2 separate regions of the Zea mays genome follow, and region 2 is linked to region 1. A link is a contact called in public Hi-C data. All regions are on one chromosome and are shown on one strand. Each heading gives the region's core, a stretch centred on a gene start, on an enhancer-like site or on the middle of the called end of the contact. The rest is flanking DNA. Distances are from core to core; before and after follow the strand shown. Region 1 holds the start of LOC100285661 (acyl-coenzyme A oxidase 2). Region 2 has its middle 42 kb from the start of LOC100278828.

The links. Hi-C and Micro-C count contacts between places; a contact is called where the count stands out from the background.
Region 2: a contact with region 1 is called in a Hi-C map of leaf, with 7 times the contacts expected there. The contact joins the enhancer-like site here to the promoter of LOC100285661 in region 1. A contact is called at or near these places in 2 of 25 Hi-C or Micro-C datasets (ear and leaf).

Annotation. Positions count from the first base shown.
Region 1 is chr3:185,043,203-185,048,236 of Zm-B73-REFERENCE-NAM-5.0, reverse strand. It overlaps LOC100285661 (acyl-coenzyme A oxidase 2), which reads left to right and starts at 2,141. Exons shown (of 13, transcript NM_001158552.1): 1 at 2,141-2,754; 2 at 3,703-3,820; 3 at 3,915-4,022; 4 at 4,101-4,273; 5 at 4,438-4,537; 6 at 4,615-4,689. The coding sequence starts at 2,264. It overlaps LOC100383526 (Protein HESO1), which reads left to right. Exons shown (of 9, transcript NM_001176174.1): 9 at 1-912. The coding sequence ends at 774. It overlaps LOC103651016 (a long non-coding RNA gene), which reads right to left and starts at 1,975. Exons shown (of 2, transcript XR_564529.3): 1 at 1,877-1,975; 2 at 1,200-1,647.
Region 2 is chr3:185,167,539-185,172,572 of Zm-B73-REFERENCE-NAM-5.0, reverse strand. No RefSeq gene overlaps it. Among protein-coding and RNA genes, the nearest start is that of LOC100278828, 42 kb to the right of the region's middle. Within about 2 kb of position 2,427, at least 19 of the 20 cell types and tissues checked have an H3K27ac peak or open chromatin away from gene starts, as enhancers often do. A contact at or near this core is called in ear and leaf, where this site is marked.

The DNA.
Region 1 (5,034 bases), core at 892-3,391:
ATGAAAGGCCTTGACCTCATTGCTATTGCATTCAATGATGCTTGTCACAAGTTTAAGTCTCTGGAACATATCGATCGGAATGAATTATTGGCACTGTTGTGTACCCCTGTTGTTCGCTTGAAACTTGGTGTGAGAGTCAGAGAGAACTCTTACCCAAAATCTCCAAGGAATAATGTGCATAGCAGGATTAGAGGACAGATGTGGCGTGATCGAGGCCAAGCACCCAGCGCGAGAGGGTTTACTGGAACCAGATCAGTCCATGAAAATCCACTAGCGAACACTACAGCACATGAAACAGCAGTGCAATACCACAACCATGTGCAGCCGACAACAGTTCGGCAAACAGCCATCCGCAATCAAGTAACAAATACTGCAGTGCATCAGACCGCGCCTTACCAGAACCATACTGCTCGACAGGTGTATCCTACTTGGTCCCAGACAGCTGAACCCTACCAGAATCATAATCAGCAGGTATACGCTACTGGGTTTCAAACAGGGCCATACCAAAGCCATAATCAAGTCCATGCTTATAGAGCAGGGTTGCCACCTGGAGGAATATATGAGATCCACAATCAACAGGTGTATAATGCAGGGTTCCAAACCGACGGTCCGCACCAGAATCAGCAGCGGCGAAAGGGATACCCATCAAACCATCAGAATAACAGGCTTTCTGCGACGGCAGCGAGGTACGAGCCCGTTCGTGGACAGTTTAACAACGGATCGACATGGGACTCAAGGTCCCAAGCACCGGGCAGTGCAGCTCTGCGAAGGTAGCCGTCAGCATCTCAGGAGGATAGTAGTAACAGGCAAATCGGCTGGATTTTGACTGCTGGGCAGCTCTTCCTTGTGTAAAAAATTCTAGCACTTCTTTACTGGTGGACAACTCTTCCTTATGTAAAAATTGCTGTTAGCAGTCGGTTCGTAGTATGTGTCAATTAATTTTTTTTAAGGTGTGATTGGGTTTATTTATCGTGTCTCAGAAATTCATCGCCCTTCTCCGTATGCTCACGTATCATGTAAATAAAGTACAATAGCTGGTCCATGACACGCAGAAATATTCATCATGTAAAAAGCTGCCTCACGCCATATATGAGCTTTTAAGATTTTTTAGGAATCAATTGTTTTTTCTCTATTGGCTTAGGTCCACAAAATCCAACAGTCCAACTGTTTTTTTTTTTCACGCGGAAGTAAACAACATATCTTGAAATCTCAATTACAACCCTACTTTCATTCTGCCATACGGAGAATCTAGTAGCACAATAGCACCATGATTGATCCTGGCTGTAAGGATAAAAATCGTCCACGAAAATGATCGGTCATGACCCACCAACAACTCTCAACTAACTGAACAAGTAGCGCAACTGCAAACAAAACTACTCAAGTTTACTCTGTTTCCAGCAGGAATATCTTTTAGTTATGGAAGGAGGACCAGGATACTCGCAGGAAACATGACGGCGGCATCTGAACACACTGAACTTGAGAGCTTTCTCTTCAAACTTAGGGCTTCTTTGGATTGAACGATTATTTCCTGAATCCTGTGTCTTTCCTGCGTTTTTAAACGAAAACTTGTAAAATTCCTATCCTACTCCTGTGAAATTCTTGTGTTCTTAGGATTGCACTTCCCTTTCGGTTGAACTTCGATTGTAACTGGAGAGACAAATAAAGAGTCAAATAGAGAGTAAAAAATAAAGAGTCTCTTAAAGATGCTCTTAGACTAGAAAATCGAACTATATATGAATGAAGCTAGCAACCGACAGTTTTGTTCTAAAAAAATGTTTTAAACTTCTAAAAAAAGATTTGCATCTTGGTATATGCTGTAATTTTTGTTGCTTCTTGACTTGTCAAGGAAAAAAAAAGAGGGCCAGCATGTGATCACCTCAAGAGGAGTGGAGAAAACCCATGAACGACCAAAGGCTTCAACTGACAAGCTTTGTCAAACCGTTCTTCCATAAAAAAAAACTGTTCTCCCCTATCCTCAAAGAAACGTGTGCCGAGATGCAACCTCACGCTGACTCGGCGCATATACTCTGTATCATTGGCGCGATTTCTCGGTTTCTTCTGACACCCGACTTGGATTGTCTCGTTCGTCTTCGTCATCGTCACTCAACAACTCGTCTCATCGCGCCGCATCGTTTACCTCAAGGTTGTTTTGTTGCTTCCTTGTCCCGCTCTCACCAGCAATCCCGTCGATCACCCAGACCTCCACGGCACTGCTCCGTCTCCTCCGTTCCGTTCCGAACCGCAAGCTCCCAACCCTTCCGCGATGGACCTCACCTCGCCGTCGCCCGCGGCGCGCCGCGCCGCCGCCATCGCGCGCCACCTCGCCGCGGCCGCCGCCCCCATCCCGGCGAGCAGCCCCCTGGAACCTTCCTGCTGCCTCAGCTACGTCCCGCCGGAGTCCACGGAGCGGCCGGCGGCGTTTGCGCCGGCCGACCTCAGGCTTCTGCTGGACGGGCACGACCTGCCCACGCGGGACTGGCTCTTCCGCGCCATGGAGGAGAGCCCCCTTTTCCGCAGCCGGAGTTCGCGGACGGGATCCAGGGTGTTCGTGGCGCCGGACTTCAACGACGGCAAGGAAGGGCAGCGGGAGGCCACCATGCGGCGGATCGCGTACCTGAATCGGCGCGGCGTGTTCCGCGGGTGGCTCACCGAGGACGGCGCTGCCGCCGAGCTCCGCAAACTAGCGCTCCTCGACTGCATCGCCATCTATGACCACTCTCTCGCCATCAAGATTGGCGTCCACTTCTTCCTCTGGTAATTTTTGCTGCTAGCTATTTCCAGCGTTATTCTGGGTCCTTCGTATAACTGATTGCTTATGCTTTCTGCCTGCGGTTTAAAAGTTCCATCCGGTGTTTTCGATGCGCTAATTCTTTTGGGTGGTTTGTGTTTTCCCTAAACGGTAGACACGCCCCCAACGGGCTACAGGAAATCTTCAGGTCCTTGAGATAGACAAACCGCAATGAAACAGAAACAAAATGCACACGAAGCCTATTGCTTTGTACTCCCTATACCGAAGCATTTAAAATTTGTCTCAAGTTATAAGGTATTCTAGGTGAATTAACTCTCCCAAAGCACCAACCACATGCGGACCTGCCATTAGTGTGTACCACTAGGTTCAAAATATAGTAAGCACAAGATCTCTCTATAGTTAAGGGAGGGTTATTGGTCATTTGTTTTACTGCATAATCTGTCCTAAAATTTCTACGGTACCTTGTATTTTAGGATGGAGGGAATAATTAATAGTGATGGTGCTGGCGTTGACCAGCTGGAAGCCACGGTTTATGTCAGCACCAGGATGCCTTTCTGTATCATTCTGCTACTAGAATTTATCATCTAGCCGCACACAAGTAAATTTTGGGTGCATGGAATTGTTGCCTGGGCCAGGTAGCTTTTCTAGGGTCCAAAACAAACAGGTCTGTGTCTGAGGTTATAACAGTTTTACAGAGATTTTCAAGACCAGATGATCATTTGGGTCTTTATATTAACTTTGTTTAAAGTGAATGCTTAGCAATGATACTACAGGAATGGTCTTGACTCTTAAAGAAGCCAGCATGTTTTTGTTAGGTTTATTTCCTTTGGTGAGAATGTTCTTGTAGTACAGCAGTAAGCCACTTGTTGTGTAGAGTTTACCAGTGTTGTATGGAGTTCTTTTGTTTGCAATCTTCTCATGTTTAGTTTATTAAATTTCTCTATGTGTTCCAGGGGCAGTGCCATCAAGTTTCTTGGAACAAAGCGCCACCATGACAAGTGGTTGGTTGCCACGGAAAATTATGATATCAAGGGTTGTTTTGCAATGACAGAACTAGGCCATGGAAGCAATGTACGTGCATAGATTTGGGCTAAGCATACTTTTTACGGTATAATCTCACTAACTGTGCTGATTAAGTTCTGTTGCTGTTTCTTTGTTACAAAAGGTGCGAGGAATAGAAACAATAGCAACTTATGATTCAGAAACAAGAGAGTTCATCATAAATACTCCATGTGAATCAGCTCAGAAGTACTGGATTGGTGGAGCTGCCAATGTAAGAATTAAGAAAATGTGTGCATCTGCACTCTGCATTCAGTCACAACTTGCTAAAGATTTCCATGCCCTTTTGCAGCATGCAACACATACAATAGTCTTTTGTCAACTTCATATAAATGGGAGAAATGAAGGAGTTCATGCTTTTGTAGCTCAAATTAGGGATGAAGATGGAACTGTGTTGCCTAATATCCATATAGCTGACTGTGGCCATAAGATTGGACTGAATGGCGTTGATAATGGGCGGATTTGGTGAGTACTTGTATTTTTTTGTATTATTATATACCATGGTTTTTAAAGCGGTAAGGCGAGACAAGGCGTTGGACCACCGCCTGGATGCCTAGGCGACGCCTTAAAAACAGTGTTATATACATCATTTAATGTATATCATATCTTACTTTTTACTTCTATACCAGGTTTCAGAATATACGTGTTCCTCGTGAGAACTTGCTTAATTTGGTTGCTGATGTTTTGCCAGATGGGCGATATGTTAGCATGATAGATAATCCAGATCAGGTCCCTCTATCTCTCTGAATATGTTACCAGGATTTCTTATTCTTCTTTTTCTTAAGAAATGCAATCTTGATTTGCAGAGGTTTGCAGCTTTCCTATCTCCGCTTACACTTGGTCGAGTAAACATTGCAGTTAACTCAGTCTACATTTCAAAGGTGTGTTGCAAGGCATTTTCTTCTCTTGTAAACACAGGAAAAAATGTTTTGCTGATGAATTTAACAAATATAGTCCCCCAATCTTGCAGTAAGTTACTTATCCAATTTAACGAGGCAGTTAATCAAATTTGTCCCAATAAAAGGTAACCGACCAGCTTGACCGAAGTGGAACATCACTCATTTTGGAAAAAGGATAGATAACAAGTTGAATTGCCCCCCCCCCCCCCCCCCCCCCCCAAAAAAAAACCTAGCTGTAGAGAACAGGAAAAACACCACACACCCTTATTGTTGTTGATGAGGATAGTGGAGTTGCCTTCTGTTACAAGAAGAGTACAATACAAGATA
Region 2 (5,034 bases), core at 1,178-3,677, 120 kb before region 1:
GGTCGAGTCCGTCTTCCGTGGCCGAGGCCGAGTCCGAGCCCCTAGGTCGGGCGAGGCGGAGGCCGTTGGCTGAGGCCAGGGCGGAATTTGAGTCCTGGGGTCGGGCGAAGCGGAGTTCGTCGTCTTCTGGGGCTGAGCCCAAGTCCGAGCCCTGGGTCGGGCGGAGCGGAGTTCGCCGTCTTCCGGGGCTTAGCCCGAGTCCGTGCCCTGGGTCGGGCGGAGCGGAGTTCGCCGTCTTCCGGGGCTTAGCCCGAGTCCGAGCCCTGGGTCGGGCGGAGCGGAGTTCGCCGTCTTCCGGGGCTTAGCCCGAGTCCGAGCCCTGGGTCGGGCGGAGCGGAGCTTCCTATGGTGCGTGCGGCCGGGCCTGACTGCCTGTCAGCCTCACTCTGTCAAGTGGCACCGCAGTCGGAGCGGCGCAGGCGGCGCTGTCTTTCTGTCAGACCGATTAGTGGAGCGGCGAAGTGACGGCGGTCACTTCGGCTCTGTCGGCTGAGGGGCGCGCGTCAGGATAAAGGTGTCAGGCCACCTTTGCATTAAATGCTCCTGCGATTTGGTCGGTCGGTGCGGTGATTTGGTCAGGGTTGTTTCTTGGCAAAGACAGGGCCTCGGGCGAGCCGGAAATATGTTCGCCGCTGGAGGGGGGCCTCGGGCGAGGCGGAGATCCTCCGGGGTCGGCTGCCTTTGTCCGAGGCTAGGCTCGGGCGAGGCGTGATCGGGTCCCTCGAATGGACTGATCCCTGACTTATTCGTACCCATCAGGCCTTTGCAGCTTTATGCTGATGGGGGTTACCAGCTGAGAATTAGGAGCCTTGAGGGTATCCCTAATTATGGTCCCCGAGAGGTTTCTCATTTGTTTTTGAATTTTTTTGATACGGATTAGAAATGGTACGCACCCGATTTGGATAGTTTTTCGATCGTTTTTGTATTTTTCATTTTTGAGCCGTGATGATACCATATTTTTACGATTTTTATATAATATAAGATACATCTAGTGTATAATGTATGCAAGTTATAAATTTTTGTTTTGTTCAAGTGAATGAAGAAGAGAAAAAAATAAAGGTTGTAATTACTCTGAATAATATAAACGATGAAGAAGAGTTATTTGTGTATTTTAACATCTTTAAAATTAAGTAATATCCAACTTTGTTATGTATTCGTGGAAACTATAATATTTGTCATTTTGGCTAGAGTGTATCATTTTTCAAATAACCGACGATCCAGGTCCTATATTTTTGACCGTTGGTTTACCGTTTTCGTTACATAAAAAATATGAAAATAAAATCAAGCTTGTTCGCTTAAGATTAAAGCCAGCTGTTCGGACTGCTGCAGATACAGTCCATAGAGATAAAACAATGTAGAAACAGTAAAACCACGTATAGATTAAAGTTAAACGAACAGTCCATCAATTTAGATGTTTTTTTTTATCGTTTTCGTTCGCTTTTATTGCTAGTTTGAATAAAGCCTGACTCGCTAGGGCGGTTAATTTTGTTAATCTCTCTCTTTATTATTGGCCAAGATTATACTCAGCCGTAGAAGTCGACCGGTCGGCATTTGTTGCGAAAGTACGCACGCAGGTGAAGCTCGCCTTTGTTACAGTCCCGGTTTCACATCGGCTGGCTGGTCAGCCAGGTTTCGGGTCGTCGCGCTCCAGGTTAAAACACAGGCGCGGCACAACGACGGCAAAGAGCGTACTCCACCGCAGAGTACGTACGTACGTACGTTAGCGTCACCCGCCGTCAGCGTTTGCGCGTGTCCCCGCAGCGCCGCGATGATTTCGATGTGGGTCGCCCTCTTGGCTCGTCCACCACCGGGAAGAGATCGGACGGAAATGATGGCGCGCTGATTGATCAGAGCCGCGCGGCGCGGGCTGACATTGACGTACACGTACGTACACACACGCGGAGTCGCTCAAAAAACGAGTGGAGAAATTGTGGTGGTTCTGTGCGCGTGTCAAGTCATGTGGCAGCCGGAGTGGGACGTTGCGTTGCAGGTCAAAGACGAATATGCACGTTCAGAGTTCATTCAGACTAGAGACTTTAGAGGGAGAAAGCGACGGCGGCGCGTCGCCGGGGGTCTGAGGGCCGCAGGGGACAAGCGACGAGTTGCGCGGGTGAGGACGGCAGAAAAAGGCGAGAGTTCTGGCCGGTTCTGGGCGTTAAGCTCGACCTGCGACTGCGATCTGTCTGGCTGCCTCCGGTGAAAGTGAGGTCCACGGTCACGCGTCTTTTGACCTCTGCCTGAAAGCGACCGAGGCGTCTTTTCATCTGCTCGACGCGGAGCGGGACTTCCTGTTTTCACGCCACGCGACGCGGATCGGCCTTTCATTTCTTTCCTTTGAGGAAAACTAGCGGGCTTCCATGCCTAATACCGTTTTTGTACGGGCCGTTTTACAGTAGCATTTGGCCCATTTGCTGTCGTTATTTGTATGCATCTTGACCTCGTGGGCCGTGATAAGTCATGGGCTGGGCTTCTATCGAAGTCTTGTTCATGGGTACTGCCAGTACTGGACCCAAAATAAACATACCAATAAACATACCAATTCAGTTTAGAGCAAAATGAACACGACACCTCAGTTGCGTTAGAGACATGACACGACTCACCACAACATTTAGGTACACTGGCGTAATTTATGTGGCCACGCTAGCATGTAGTCAACACTTTCCACGTACGTGGTCAAGGGTCACGGAACCGGACGGCTAGTCTAGCATGGATGTTCCTAAAACATCCGAATTGTATCACAAATATAATATTTTAGCATAGATATACATAGAATTTAAAGTTAATTTTCGGCGATGTTATTAAAAATATTATGAAGTATTTAAATAAATTTTTGTATAATTTTTTATGTACATTATTTTCTCCCTACAACAAAAAGGTGAAAAAACATCCGAATCCGCATTCGGATAGACATTCGAATTTTATATGAATTATTTAAAAAGATAAAGAATGAATTTAATGTTTATTTTTTGTGAAGATTAATAGTCTCAATGCTAAAAACAAGAATATAAATTTACATAGCAAATGCTATATGTTAGTTGTTCACAATCGAAGAAAGAAGACCGAAAAATGACATCCGAATAAATATCCGGATCCATCTAGCTAGCCGACCGGCTAACCGGTAATCCGCGTCGGACGGTGACGCCTATACATCGGTTTTGGTTTTTTAATATGGAGAAAAATTATATATTTTGAAAACTTTTGATATCAATTTTTGAATAAATACTATAGATAATGTGAAGCTACTGAAACCAAATTTGAAAAACGGAACAAATTTCAAACTAAAAATCATGGAAATTTCAGACAAATACAAGAAAAACTCATATATGAGTTAGGATTGTCGATTAGCCGCTCCCCAAAAGCCGATAAATCGACGTATAGGGTTGATTAGCCGGCGGGAGAGTAGGAGCTAGGGTTTGGGGGGGGGGGGTTCTTTGCTTTCTTAGACATGTTTTCAAGTGTTACTTGCAATATATGCTAACAACACTTGTAATCATACGTCATGTTATTGCTATTTTCAGTAATGTCGGATCGAATCGATTCAGTTTGATAACATGGGCACAACATATATCCTGGATTCAGGTGCAGACATTGTAAGAGACAGTGGATGATAAATGTAAAAAAACATGGACGTGGTGACAGAAATTGGTCCAGAGCATGTGGTTCATATTGTCACTGATAATGAAGTGAACACAAAAAGACATGTCGTAGGGTAGTCACGAAGCATCCTTCTATTGTGTGGCAGCCGTGTGTGGCTCACACCATAAATTTGATGTTGAAGGATATTAGAAATTTTCCTAGGCATGCTAATGTGATTTAAAGTGCTAGGCGGATATTATGGTTTCTTTACAATCATAACAAATTCCATTCTATGATGAAGGAAGCAAATGGTGGGGGACTTGGTTCAGTGGAATGCCACAAGATTTGGAACAAATTACACATTCTTAGAGTGTTTTCTTCGCCGGAAGGAAAAGTTCAAGGAATGGATTGGTTCTCAGGGATTCATACAAAGCAAGTTCAGCAGCATACCAGATGGAAAGTACACATATGAAACCCTTACACGCTTGTCATGGTGGGACCAAACGAAGTATGTAGTTGATGTAATAGAGCCATTATTTGGTTTTCTTCATTTCGCTGACAAAGATAGGAAGGGAACACTTAGTACGGGTTTCAATGTTCATGTCATGAATCATTAACTACATATTCCATGGTTGTTGCTTCAATGTATTTAAACTATTAAATGTTGTCATTGGTCTTGTGATAACATTTGGGCCATCTTTTATTCAAATGTTGGGACCTCAATGTGCTTTATTTGCCAAAAAAACAAATGGTTCAGTTTCTGCACATGTGGTACCGGTTTATCAGGTCGGAAACTGATTCGGTCTCGAGCCGTTTGAATTGAAAAAATTGGTTTAACTTGAATTCGCTCGGTTTCTACCGATTTATCACGATTAGTCGGATATTGGTCACAAGACGTTTGAATTCGACATCAATAAGAGGGTCATGTTCTCGTGCCTTCGATATTATTTCGTGGCCTTCAGATTTGTTCTGCATCTTTGACCATGTGGTTTTGTGATCGAAGGAGCGTTCTGTCTTTGCTCCAACATGAGCCCTCAAGGGGGTGGTTCAACTTGTTGAGTCAAACCCAAAGTCTTGTAGAGCCGACAGGCGAACGCTGCCCTCGATCACAAGTTGAACCAGTTGCTTTTGTGTTTGTGACCGTTGGCTGATGATGTAGTCAGCTAACGTGGGGTGGCTCGTCTTTTGATGGTGACCGGCTTCATGGTTTCTAAAGCGCCGCTTAGTTGTTGTATATAAAGGCAGGGGTAGTGCGGTGTTTATTCTTTTTCCGCGCAACGCCCCATTCCTCTGCTTTGCCGCTTCTGTCTTGCGCTGCACATCTCTCTCCGTCTTTGTCGGTGACGATTGATCTGGCGCAGAGTAAGCAAACTACTCACCGCCGACGCCGGTACGTGCCACCGTCCTCTTCTTCCTTGTCGTCGAATACTGGCAGGTGGTTCTGGCATTCAGTGTGTC